Linked DNA regions of Ovis aries: region 2 is linked to region 1. Evidence: chromatin contacts called from public Hi-C data. All regions are on one chromosome and are shown on one strand. Each heading gives the region's core, a stretch centred on a gene start, on an enhancer-like site or on the middle of the called end of the contact. The rest is flanking DNA. Distances are from core to core; before and after follow the strand shown. Region 1 holds the start of MARCHF6 (membrane associated ring-CH-type finger 6). Region 2 overlaps CMBL (carboxymethylenebutenolidase homolog).

Region 1 (6,465 bases), core at 1,757-4,256:
CGTGCACCTCGCTGGACCAATTAACTGTCCTTCCCTGAGAATTACTGGCTTGGGGCTAGAGAGCGTCACCCTCAGCCTGTCTGATGGAGAAGCTGAAGATATGATCTTGAGAGCTATCAGTCCCCAGCCATGTGGAGGAAGCTGACAGCAAGAAGCTGATGTACAGAACGAAGCAGAGCTGAGGGGTGCGGGCAGAGAGAGGACTCTAGTTCCAGCAGTTCCGGAGGCCCACTGGACCACTTCACTTGTCACAGTTTGTTCATGTCAACAGTACACTCCTCCCTTTTGTCTACAGGCTTAGTTGGGTTCCTGTCAACAGTTAACTGCATCTGATGTCTGAATGACTTTATTTCCAAGGCCCTGTTTTAAGGACTACTGCCTGACACATAGTAAGGACTCAGCAGATGTTGGTTGATTACTCTTATCTTTAAACTCCAAAGACTGAATGAAAAAACACTGGGGCACTGCTTGATTCTTGAAGTAACTTTCCTTAGAGCACCACAGAAAGACATAAAGACAAAGGCGAGGAGCCCTCCACGCACACCACATACATTCCAATTCTAACCCTGTTCTACTGCCTGGAGGTTCACATACCTGCTCTGACAGACCGCTAGCACGTCCCTCAGTAAATCTTTAAGTCTACCTATCAGAATCATCCCCTCTTTTGCTTTATGACCCCTGAGACTGGGTCTGAACTGGTGGCGGTGAGCTGCGCCCCTGGTCCGAGCTGAGTGAGACGTGCCCTGCCACAGGCCACAGAGGAGATGTGTCTGCTCCACATGTTGGGTGGGAGGGGTGGGGACTGAGGTATGAGCCTCCTTCAGATACAATTTCTTGGGAGACAATACAGTCCAAATAAATTTAAGGAAAAGTGGGCCTCCATTATTGCATCAAGAATTTGAATTCTTTCCCACCTTGGGCAACAGGAGTGACTGGAAAAATCAATGGCATTGGTCTTCAAAGGCTTCTGTTTTTCTGGAAGGTCTCCATTATCTTTAATCTAAGTCTCCTGATTGATGAGGCTTGCAGGAAGCAGGGATCTTCCCAATTCCTTCTCTCTCACAGACAGAAAAAGTCTTGCTAGCATTCTTAATTTATCTTTGCAATTCATTTACATAGTCTTTAAAATATATTTTCTTGGGATTACCAATATCTCTAGTTCTACTCAGGCAATTCAAAGATGGTGACATAACTTGTATTTTCTAAATAGATTTTTTTTTTTCCTTTTAAATTGGAGTATGGTTTATTTACAATGTTGTGTGACAGTTCTTCCTTTAGAGTAAAAAGCAGGAATTACAGTGAGGAAAGCTGTGTGCTGATCCAGGCAGGGCTGTCTTTCATCAGGCAGAAGCAATTCACCTCTGGCCAGGTAAACATCCACAGCTCAATATATCAAGCCCTGTGCACAACTTGTCGACTAAAACGATGTAATCACAACCTTAAAATAGTTACCTGGTGGGAATGCTTAGGACTCGGAGCCAGGGAGAAGGCATCTCAGTAGCTTTGAGAAAACTGCTCCAAGGAGGCAGGTGGGAAAGTCAGGCTATATACAAGTTTGCAACCAAGGGAGCAGCTGTCTGATCAAAGATTAGGTTATCAGGTTAAGGAATTTAGCATTCCAGGTATGGGAAGATGCAACCCTCTGGTCGCACTGAGCTCATTCCTTTCACACGCACCTCAGCTATGGGGGGCGGGGTGTCAACTCCGTTTCCTTGTTCACCTTGCATTTCCCCCAGCTCCTGAGCAATCGAGGGCGGGGTTGGGGTAGCAACATCCAGTGGATTGCAGTTTGGGATTCATATTTAGAGGCCATAAATCGCTGATGGCTGTGACACTTAATAACAAAGTGAGTGAAGTCGCTCAGTCGTGTCCGACTCTTTGAGACCCCATAGACTGTAGCCCACCAGACTCCTCTGTCCATGTAATTTTCCAGGCAAGAGTATTGGAGTGGGTTGCCATTTCCTTCTGCTGGGGATATTCCCGACTCAGGGATCAAACCCATGTCTCCCGAATTGCAGGCAGACGCTTTACCATCTGACCCACCATGGAAGCCCCCTTAATAACAAATTCTCACTTCACAGTTTGAACCAATTTCCCTTAGAGGCGGATGTTACAGCCTCCAGCCTAAGTAGTTTATTGAAGCGGTCCTTTCAGTCAAATGAAGAAGTCTCCTGGGGGAGGGATCTCGCTAAAGTTAGGACTTGCCTTTCTCATACTAATGATTTTAGCACTTCTTCAAAACGTGCATCAGAACTGCCCACAGGTGCGGAACAAAAGTGCCTATTCCTGGACCGACTCCAGACACGCGACACCGGAGTCTCGGGCAGGAAGAGGGGAGTGGAGCCGGGCGCAGGACTAGTCTTTTCACAGGCGCCCAGGTAGCTCTTCAGCCCCGGGGCCCGCCTGTGTGGTGCACCGCGGTGCTGCGGCGGGTGCAGGGCTCGCTCCCGCTGCCCTCGTCCCTTGGCTCCGTGCTTTCTCTGTCGCCGCCCCCCCGTCCCCACCTCGGTGTCATTAGAGTTCAGCTCCTTCTAAGGTTTCAGCCTCTCCGACCGCGCAGCCCTCTGGACAAAGCCCAGGTGGCCCGCGGCCCACGACAGTGGCCACCCGACGGCCTGTGGAGGGAGTTGGGGGCTGGGGAAGGAACGTCCCGCAACGCCCCCACGGCCGCCGCCCACTGAGCATGCGCACAGCGGCGCTGCCGGAAGTGACAACACACGTCGCGGAGGCGCCCCGCCCCTTCCGCCCGCACGCCCCGCCCAGGCCTCGCCCCTCCGCTCTCCCCGCCCCTCCCCCTCCCCTCTCTCGCCCGCTTTCTGTCAGCCTCTCTCCCTCTCCCTCTCCCCCCTCTCTCTCTTCCTCTCTCGCACCTGAGCACACGCACCTGCCCGGGCCCGGCTCCGCTCCCTCCTCCTTCCTCCCCTTCCCTCCCCCTTCCCCGCCCCGGCCGGAAGGCTCCGGTCGCGGCCGCTGGAGCCTAGCGGCTGCGTCACCGCCGCCCCCCCAGACAAGATGGACACCGCGGAGGAAGGTAAGTCGGCGGCGCCCGCGCCCTGTGCTTGCGGCGCCCGCGTTCCGGTCGGGCCCGTGCCGGTTCCGTGCGGCGCTCGAGGAGGGCGGCGGGGCCCGGGCGGCGCGTGAGGTGGCGGAGTGGGCGGCGGGCGCCTCCGCTCGGGTCAGGGGCTCGCGGTGACAGCGTCGCGAGCGGGCGGGACCGTGGCGGGGCCGGCACCCGGGCCGTTTGCCCCGCGGAGCAGCGGGGCGCGAGGGGCGGCGGGGAGCCTGCGGGGGACCCGTCGGCGCCTCCAGCCGTTCCCCGCGCGCCCGCGCCGGTCGTGGGCCGGGGGCGTCGGGCTGCGGTGGCCGGCGTGGCTCCCCGACCGCCCCCACTCCGTCCCGCCAGCCCCGGGGGGCGACGGCGCCGTCGTCGCGGCTGGAAGTCTGAGGGGGCGTTTTCTACGTCCTTCTTCCCCCCACCCTGCCACACTCGGTTTTGTCCGTCTTTTAACGTTGCTTCGCCCGGCCGTTCCAGCGGCCCGACCCCTTCGCCATGAAACTTCTTTGTTGACTCTGAAACTTCGCGAAAAACACCTCGCCAGGTGACGGCCAAATGACCCCTATTTGAGGCCCTCGCCCTCTTGCTCGCGTGCCCCCCACCGGTAATTTGTTTACAGACGAGGAAGGAGCAGGCCTAGCGAGGTTATTCGAAGCAGGAAGGCTCTGAAGAGACTCCTTTTGTTTGGGTGCAGTTTATTTTGTGCTCAGCCCCTGACACCGATAAGCAGAGTGTGTGTGTGTGTGTGCGCGTGTGTGTGTGTGCGCGTGTGTGTGTGTGCGCGTGCCTGGTGGGTGCGTGTGCTTTGACACCAGCTGACTCGTAAGCAGAATACAGAGGTGAAGACACAACTGAACATCTGTGGCTATTGACATGCGTTTGCTTTATTCAGTGGAGGTAGTTAGGTTGTTTCTAAGCAATTTTATCTTCCTAGAGTCTATCGAATATTGGGTAAGTGTATAGATGAATTTACTAATTTGTTTCTTGTTTCGATTATCAGTGGAGATACGTTTATGCTTGAGGTCTTATGTGGGGATGTGATAAGCGTCTTTCAGCCTTTCAAATTGTGACTCTTGGTGATTTTAGATGAAGATCGTTGAGGACTGTTCTGGTATGCAATAATTAGTGGTAGAAAATATGATATTGTCCATATATTTAATGAGTGGAGGGGATCAGTGTATCATTTTTTTAAAGAAGTCTTTCCTTGGATAATAAAAGAACCTCAGCCGTAATGATATTTGCATGTTATACTTGACAGTTTACAAAGCATAGTTACATGCCTTCACATTTGATCTTACTAAGAGCCCTGTGGAGTAGGTAGGTATTATTATCTTTTATAGATGTGGAAGTTATTGGTAGTTATTTTAGTTAAAGTTTGTCCAGGTTTCACACCCGATTAAGAAAAATTTGGTATTCTAATTACAAATAATTTTCCTTTCATTGTGTTTTGGATGTTTCTATTATGTACTGTGACTGAAAGGTCATTGCCACAGGAGACTCCTTTGGAAACAGTCAAGTGAAACTGCTGAAATTAAGAATGACTTTTTTTGGACAGGTGGTCCTAGTGTGTAAATTTCGGTCTACATCCATACATCCTTTTGGGTTCAAATTTTAATGACTGAACCTAGTAATACATGTGTTTATTGATTTATCACTTGATATATACCGGCGTCTTTTATTAAGTTCTCATTCTTTGGGCTTATGCACTTAGTACCTGCATACACTTACCATATGATAGTGGTGATTCAGGAATTGCAGAATCTCAGTCTGTGTGGAATTGTGGAAGACATATTTTCAGTGTGCTTCTTAGTGCACTGTGTTTTTTTTTTTTCTTTGTAAAATTATAATCAGGATGAGGTATAAATGATGTTTATGTACTAACTCGAACACTATTCTCTATTGAAATAACTAACATTTACTGAAGGATTGATGTATGGCATGTCCTTCACTAAACATTTTACACACAACTCACATTTTACACACAAACACTTACCGGTAGGTAGCACTCTCTTTTCATAGATGAGGAGACTGAGGGTTAGTATGATTAAGTAACTTCGCCAGCGTCATAACAGGTGACCGATGTCAGAGGCAAGATTCAAACTCAGTCCTGTTGGACTTCGTGATTACGTTCAGACTTCATGTTTAAATTAGATATTTATAAGTGGCTACGCTGTGTCTTCCTGGTGGCTCAGGTGGTAAAAAAATCTGCCTGCAGTGCAGGAGAGCTGGGTGTGATCCCTGAGTGGGCAAGATCCCCTGGAGAAGGAAATTGCTAACCACTCCAGTATTCTTGCCTGGAGAATTCCATGGACAGAGGAGCCTGGCGGACTGTAGTCCATGGAGTCACAAAGAGTTGGACACAACTGAGCAACTTTCACTTCACCTTGTATCCAGTGTTGAGAAAACTGAATTTTTGTCACTCCGTTTATAAGATGAATTATTTACATGATTGGCAAAGTGTCACTTTGCATTTGTTTTATGACACTGTTAGTTATGAAAGTGACTTTTAATACTTCTCATGCCTAATTTTGCAAAATTCCAAATTAGAAGTCTTCTGAAATTTTCAAATTAATGTAAACTTAACTTGAAAAAAGGCTGGAAGGAGTGGGAGGATTACAGATTTCATGAAAAAATGATACAGTGATGATACCAAAAAGCTTGGAAGCAACTTCTGTTTGCTAAATGAGTTACTACAGGTTATTTCTTAAATTAAAAAAATGCAGTTGGATTTTTATCTGATTATAAAAGAAACTTTCTTTTTGTAGGAGACTTGGAAAATATGGCTAAACATAAAGAACATAAAAATTTTTAAAAATCTTTAAATTTTATCACTCATTGTTAATAACACCAAAGACATTGTTTACTCACCTGTTTTTTTTATTACGTTAATATGAATAGATTGTTACTGAAATACCAACCAGCAAATAGTGTTAACTCTTCCATCTCTTTTAAAAATGCTTGTTGCTTTCCCCTAATGGTACCATATATGATGGTATATTCTCAGAATGTTTCATATTTGTAGTAAAAACCTTGAATCATTACAAAATTGATTATTTGCCAGATTTTGACGCTTCATATTTTTGTTTGTTCTGTATTAAAGTGTTCAGTATATTAAATCTTATTTTTGCAAAACCAACAGGTTTATCATCATTCTCATAATACAGGCATGCCTTGATTCTATTGTGTTTCACTTTATTGAGCTCTGTAGATAATGATTTTTTTTTTTAATTGAGGGTTTGTGGCAACCCTGCACCAAGTCTGTAGGTGCTGTTTTTCTAAAAACATTTGCTCACATGTATGTCTCTGTGTCACATCTTAGTAATTCTTTCCGTATTTCCTTTTTTTTTTCCTTTCCGTATTTCAAACTTTCTCATTATTACTGTATTTGTTACAGTGATATGTGATTTACT
Region 2 (6,465 bases), core at 2,100-4,599, 68 kb before region 1:
TGTGATTCCCGTACGCGAGCCACAGAAAATGACGCGAGCTTGATTTTCCAAAGGAAGACATGTGCTTTGGGGGTTTTCTCTCTCTTCTTTTTTAGCAGTTCCACGGAAGAGGCCTGGCCCATACAACTGGGCTCAAAGAGAAGGCTGCTGAGTCAGCTCTCCCTTCTCTCCACCTCACTCACCAGGAATCGGGCCATTAAATGATGACTGTAGACCTTGCCGGCTGCCTGGCTGGTAAAGATGCGGCTGAGCAGCCTGAAAAATGCTCCCTCCCGGGCTGTGCCTTCATTTACCAAGAACTGATAACTTTCTAACCTGGACCATCTGGCCAGGGCTGTTCTGGAAGTTTCTCACAGTCTACTCAAGCCCCGAGGTTCTGACTTCAGTGTTCAACGGGGTATTTGTGCTCAAATAAGACCAAGCGTATGAAGTCCCCGGGGACAGCGCAGGGTCCTAGCAGGTCACTTACAATAATTGGCTTTTATCCTTCTAAAGGTGCCTTTAGAAATTTAGAGATCATTTAGTCAAAATCCTCATGGATTCAGACAACTGTGGGTGTGCTCAGTCCTATAGGAAAATCTGTAAAAGTTTTGCCATCCATTGATATTTTGAAATAAGAAGTTCTAAGTGAAAGTCACTCAGTCATGTCCGACTTTGCAACCCTATGAACTATACAGTCCATGGAATTCTCCAGGCCGGAATACTGGAGTAGGTAGCCTTTCTCTTCTTCAGGGGCTCTTCCTGACCCAGGGATCAAACCAGGGCCTCACACATTGCAGGTGGATTCTTTATCAGCTGAGCTATCAGGGAAGCTCAAGAGGAGCTTTAAGAAAAGATTATTTTGGCACCTATTAAACACGATATGGATGTTTTATTCAATGAGAATTTGCAGCGGCGGAGGGAGACCAGGCTCAACCACACTGTAAGGACAAGAAGGATTTACTGACAATAAAGCAGAGTGAGGACTGGTGGATGGAAAGTCACAAAGGGACCAAGCGGAAAGGGGATGCTGGCCAGATAGCATTTGACAAAGCCTTCCCTGGAGACAGGGCTTCTCTGGTGGCATAGACAGTAAAGAATCTGCCTACAGTGCCGGAGACCCGGGTCCGATCCCTGGCTCGGGAACATCCCGTGGAGAAGGGAAAGGCTACCCACTCCAGTATTCTGGCCTGGAGAATCCCATGGACAGAGGTACAATCCACGGAGAGTCCTTGGGGTCACAAAGAGTCGGACAGGACTGAGCAACTAACACTTTCTCCTTGCTGGAGGCAGGCCAGGGTGACAAGACATCGAGGGTGGACATGAGGAGTTTGATCACGTATCGAGGGTGGAGGACTCTTGCCAAGGACAGAGCCCAAGGTCGGGACCTAGGCAAACAGGACTCACAGAGAAGCCTGACTCAAGGGTGGTCATGGGGAATCCTGATTAGGGAGGGAGGAGATAAAATTTCCCCATTTTCTGTAGCAAAGTTAGGTAACCCGGAGAGCCTCCCTTTAGCTGCAATTCTTCTCTAGAAGAGCCATGGGAAAGAGGGCCATGCTTTCTGCACTATCTTGTTAAGGCCAGGTTGGGTGGCTGGACCGCCGTTTGAGACCCCAGGGCTCTAAGACCAGCTAGGCTCCGCAGTCGGCACTTCTCAGCAGCGACCACGAGGGGGCGTCGGCGAGCAGTCCACACCGGAGCGCCTGGGTGACCAGCCCCATTGCGCACAGCAGCAACTTTACTAACACTTTAGTGTAAATTAACAGGTAAAGGGCTTTTTAAATGCCGAAAGTAAGTGAAAATACCACAGTAAGGAACCATTAAGCTAAATAAGAATCTCTAGCATAACTATGGAATATTCGACTATGAAAAAAAGCCAAAATCAAACGTTTCACATCCTAACTTAATGTTTCTGTACATAGATGTTGAAGCTGAAACTCCAATACTTTGGCCACCTGATGCGAACAGCTGGCTCATGTGAAAAGACCCTGATGCTGGGAAAGATTGAGGGCAGGAGGAGAAGGGGATGACAGAGGATGAGATGGTTGGATGGCATCACCGACTCGATGGACATGGGTTTGGGTGGACTCCGGGAGGTGGTGATGGACAGCGAGGCCTGGCATGCTGTGGTTCATGGGGTCACAAAGAGTCAGGACTGAGACTGAACTGACTGACACAGATAACAACGTTCTTATGTCACTGCTGTGATACCTTTGGTCTGTCTGGATGAAATGTTTATGTTGCTATTTACATTTTAGGGTGGGTTTCCCCTTTCTTCATGTGCGGGTGTTCAGCTGCTCAGCCGTGTCCAGCTGTTTGCGACACCGTGGACTAAAGAGTCCGCCAGACTCCTCTGTCCATGGGGACTCTCCAGGCAGGAATACTGGAGCAGGCTGCCATTCCCTCCTCTAGGGGATCTTCCCAAGCCAGGGGTCAAACCATCTCCTGCACTGGCAGGCGGATTCTTTACCACTAGTGCCACCTGGGAAACCTCTGTGTGTGTGTGTGTGTGTGTGTGTGTGTGTGTGCAGGAGGGCACACATGTATGAGTAGTTGAGAATTCATATCTTAGAAAAAAAATCTTTTCAAAGCTGTGGCTAACAATATTGTTTGATATTAACCTTATCGTGGAAATAAACATTCTCCCCTCCATCCTAGGTGAAAAATTGAGCCCGTGGGCTAGGGGGTTTTCCCAAAGGCACGCTGCCGGGCCCTCGTTTCCTCTGGTCAGCTAGAACATCCACCTCTAGCTTCAGATTCTTAAAACCGTTTCCTGAAGATCAGCACAACATCTCTACACAATTGGGTTTTGTGTTACATTCGAGACCCTCAGCTGGGGAAGCGGCTTGCGGCCATTGTCCCTCAACACCCACTCCGGCTTTCACTGTGTAAAAACACACAAGGCAGATTTACCATAGACGGACACCCCTGCCCTGAGTTCTGGGTATTTCAACATCAGATGATGAACAGCAATTCCACCCCAGCAGAATCCCACGACGCCGATTCTCTTGGCCTGACACTGTTGCTTCAGATACTTCAAGACTGCATCGAACTCTCTAAGAAACAGAAAGGAAAGTCATTCAAGGGGAATAACTGGGTGGTTCAGTGGTTACGACTCAGCACCTCCACTGCCAGGGCCCAGGTTCAATCCCCGGTCAGGGAACTAAGATCCAGCAAGTTGCACAGCACGACCCCCCACCCCTCCCCGCCAAAAAAAAAAAGGTATCGTGTGGCCCCTTGAAAGCGAGCCGGGCAGCAAGTGCCAATGGTTACAGGGCTTTGTCAGCAGCTGTTCTGGGAAGGTCTGAGATTCGTACCTTCAGAGCCCTGCCCTCCTGCCCAGCTGATGAGTAACCAGTGCCCTATCCCCCGGGAAGTCTCCCTGCCAAGCCCAGCCTCTTCCAACCGCCCGACAGGGCGGCACAAACAGGACGAGTTTGAGCAACAGTCTCCCACAGCCTTGGAATCAAAGCCAATGACTGCAGCTCAGCTCGAGGGCCTGATGCAAGTCCTGCCCCAGAAAGCACCTCCAGCTCCTCTCTCTCCTCCCCAGGAGGGCCCAGCCGCAACCAGGAGGCAGCCCCCCAGCCCTGTCTGACCGGGCACCTTCGTGCTCCCTGCCCAGCACTCTAACTCTGCCTCACCTCTTTCCTCTGGTGCCCAGGAGCCCAGCGGTGTTGGGAAAGCCACAAAGACAAGGCAAGCCCGAGGGGACCCGGGACAGCGGCCCTCCTCTCACAAATGGCTCTTTTGCAAACTGGTCATTTGGAACTCATACAACTTTTTTTTTTTTTAGACGCAAGATGCCAAAATGGAGGTAGGGCTGCAAGCCCTGCCCAGAAAGTTCTGCTTGTTCTGATAAGAAAGAAATGCTGTCTGTTTGCAATTAAGGATAAAAAAGAGAACGGGAGAGAGAAAACAATTCTCTTGCACTTTTTTTCTCCTTTAATCATAAGATATCTTGGAACATACTTAAACGTTTGTATCATACCATTCTGGGTGCAAGTAGTTTTCACAATGTTAGAAGGGCAGTAACTGAGTAATTCTGCAAAATGAAATGGAATAAGCCACTGTTTGTGTCATTTTGGGTTTTCTCAAATGCTCTGATCTGAAGAATAAGTGCCTTAATTGGAGGGGACAAGAAGGAAGAGGGCATTTCTGTAAAAATTCTTTAACCGACTCGAGTGACCCTATTTTTGCTTTTGCTGCTGCGAATATTCCCCACTTTCCCAGGAATACCAGGATTTAGCTTTAGACAAATCTCTCTTCCCCATGCTTGGTCCATATACCTTGGGGGCCTTGGTTCCAGGAGTGTAATATGTGACTCAGGCCTGGCCAGTCAGAGTATAAGTGATCTCTGGCCACAATAAATGGTTCAAGGATGGACCTGTGACCCAATCATAACCATCAGGACAAAATGGGAATTTTGCTGGGTTGCTAGGAAAAGAGTCAACAGGAGGCTGGAGCTGCTGCAGCCATCTTGTCATCCAGAGGCAAACGCTGCCCGAGAATGGAGCCAGCATCAGACAAGGGTGTGGAGGTTGAATCCTGGGGATACCTTCTGAGCTACGGATCAACCTCTGCTCAGAGCCAGAAACTACCTCTTTTCAGTTGTCAGCCAACAAATCCCACGACTGCTTAAGCAGTAAGTTCAAGATGGCTTTTCTTTCACACAAAAGACTTGACCAGGCACGAGGACTTCGGTCTACTTTCCAAATTAGTGCTTGCATTTTATGTCTCATTTTGATTGAAAAGGTGCAGTTCTCCTTATCCCCTGTGGAGGGTTCCCTCTGGGCTGCTCTGATGCCCGCCAGAAAGGACCACCCAGATCTGAACTCACAAACGGGAGGCAGCCCTGTGGGCTCTTCCTCAAAATGTCCTAACTAGTCTCTCCAGCCCACCCCCACACGCAAAGCTGAATTTCATAGTCACATCCCAGGCTCTTGGGTTTTCTTGTGTTTTGACTTCTAATTTACTCTTAACTCTTTGCTTATTTTGTTTTCCTTCAGCTTGCAGCTTGAACCCCCGGGAGGGAGGCCTGGAAATGGATAAATGTGTGGGAGCTTGGGTCCCCAGTGATCTCGGGGTCCACCCTGGGGAAGGGAGAAAGCAGGATGGGGACAGAAAGTGGGGAGTGGCACAGTCTCTACAAAAGCCTCACCTGGCTCCTCAGGGAGCTTGGAGCTGGGGTGACCTCTGAGGGTCCCCCAGCTTGGGGCAAGGGAGCCAGGCCTCCGTAGCCCTGCAGTGAGATCTCCCAGGATGGGACGCAAGACAAGGTGCTTCACACCCCAGAGGCAATTCCAAAGGGAGCCGCTGGCCCTGGTCTCCCCCGCAGTGAGACCCTGAGGCTGTTACTCTTGCTGATACGCTCTGGCAAGAGGGGAGCTCCCAGGGCAGCCTGCAGCATCTCCCCAGCCTGATGGACCTGCAGGGACCCGAGGGAGACCCTGGCCTGAGCCATAGAGCGTCACGGCTGCTCTGCACAGGCACCCAGAGAAAGGGTGTCCAGAACCCCAGTGAGCGTGGGGAGGGGGGCCGAGGAGCTGCAGCGGACGGCGGATAGGCTGGGGAGGTATCTTCTGACTCTGAGCAAAGGCTGATCCATAGCTCAGAAGGTATCCCCGGGATGCCCATCTCCACACCTTTGTCTGATGCCAGCTCCATTCTCGGGCCCCTGGGGGCTGGGGGCAGGGGTCAGCGTGGGGTCCCCCAGGTCAGGGGACAGAGGGGCCCACAGCCCGGGGTCAGCTCTAGAGGAGCGGAGAGTCCGGGGACCAGGTGGCCACCGGCAGGGAGCCTTTTGTTATTGCAATTGCCCCAGCCTGGGCTTGGGGGCAACTTATCAAACACGAGGCTCACATGCATGGCAGGACAAAATCCAATGATGGAAGCCGAGGCCTAGGGGTTGGTGGAGTCGTTTGCCCGGGACTCAGGTCTCTAACTCAGGAGGAGCTTGGCCCTGGAGAACATCCCGCCTCTTCCCCCATCTCCATCCTTCACCCTCCAGACAGAGAAGGGATCCGAGGGGCAGCTGAGCACTCTGGTCCTTGCTTCTGAACTGGCTGGAGCCAATTCAATGAAAGGCTGCAATCTGGGGGATTTCCCGTCCCCCACTTTTCTTCCCACTGTTCCCTGGACCCTGGCAAGACAGCAGCCCTGGTCTGGCAGGTCTGGTCTAAAGACCCGCAGTTTCCCCAGGGAGGTGGGGAGGCTCGCTGGGGGAGAACAGCACTCAAGGCTTTGTTTCCAATCCGCTGAGCAGAAACGGGCCTGAGGCTTTCTCGAGTCTCTCTTCTCTGCCTGTTGTTTCAAGCGGTTCTGCAGCCCGAGGAAGAGGAAGGCATGTTGATCTATAGCCCCCAAGAGCCCAAGGGAGAGGGGACCCCAGGGACTTCAAGAAAGCTCCCTCAGCATCCGTGCTATGAAGAATTTCCCAGAAGGCAAAGCAAGTGAGCTTGCTGGTGGTAGGGTGCCTGTGCG

What was found. Hi-C and Micro-C count contacts between places; a contact is called where the count stands out from the background.
Region 2: a Hi-C map of tail adipose tissue shows a contact between it and region 1, with 2.9 times the contacts expected there. The contact joins the enhancer-like site here to the promoter of MARCHF6 in region 1. A contact is called at or near these places in 8 of 16 Hi-C or Micro-C datasets (blood, liver, muscle and 3 more).

Annotation. Positions count from the first base shown.
Region 1 is chr16:62,995,311-63,001,775 of ARS-UI_Ramb_v3.0, reverse strand. MARCHF6 (membrane associated ring-CH-type finger 6) reads left to right here and starts at 3,006. Exons shown (of 24, transcript XM_060400570.1): 1 at 3,006-3,031. The coding sequence starts at 3,013.
Region 2 is chr16:63,063,330-63,069,794 of ARS-UI_Ramb_v3.0, reverse strand. CMBL (carboxymethylenebutenolidase homolog) reads right to left here. Exons shown (of 6, transcript XM_004017085.5): 4 at 2,896-3,038. Among named protein-coding and RNA genes, the nearest start is that of CMBL, 20 kb to the right of the region's middle. Within about 2 kb of position 3,349, at least 5 of the 54 cell types and tissues checked have an H3K27ac peak or open chromatin away from gene starts, as enhancers often do. A contact at or near this core is called in liver and tail adipose tissue, where this site is marked.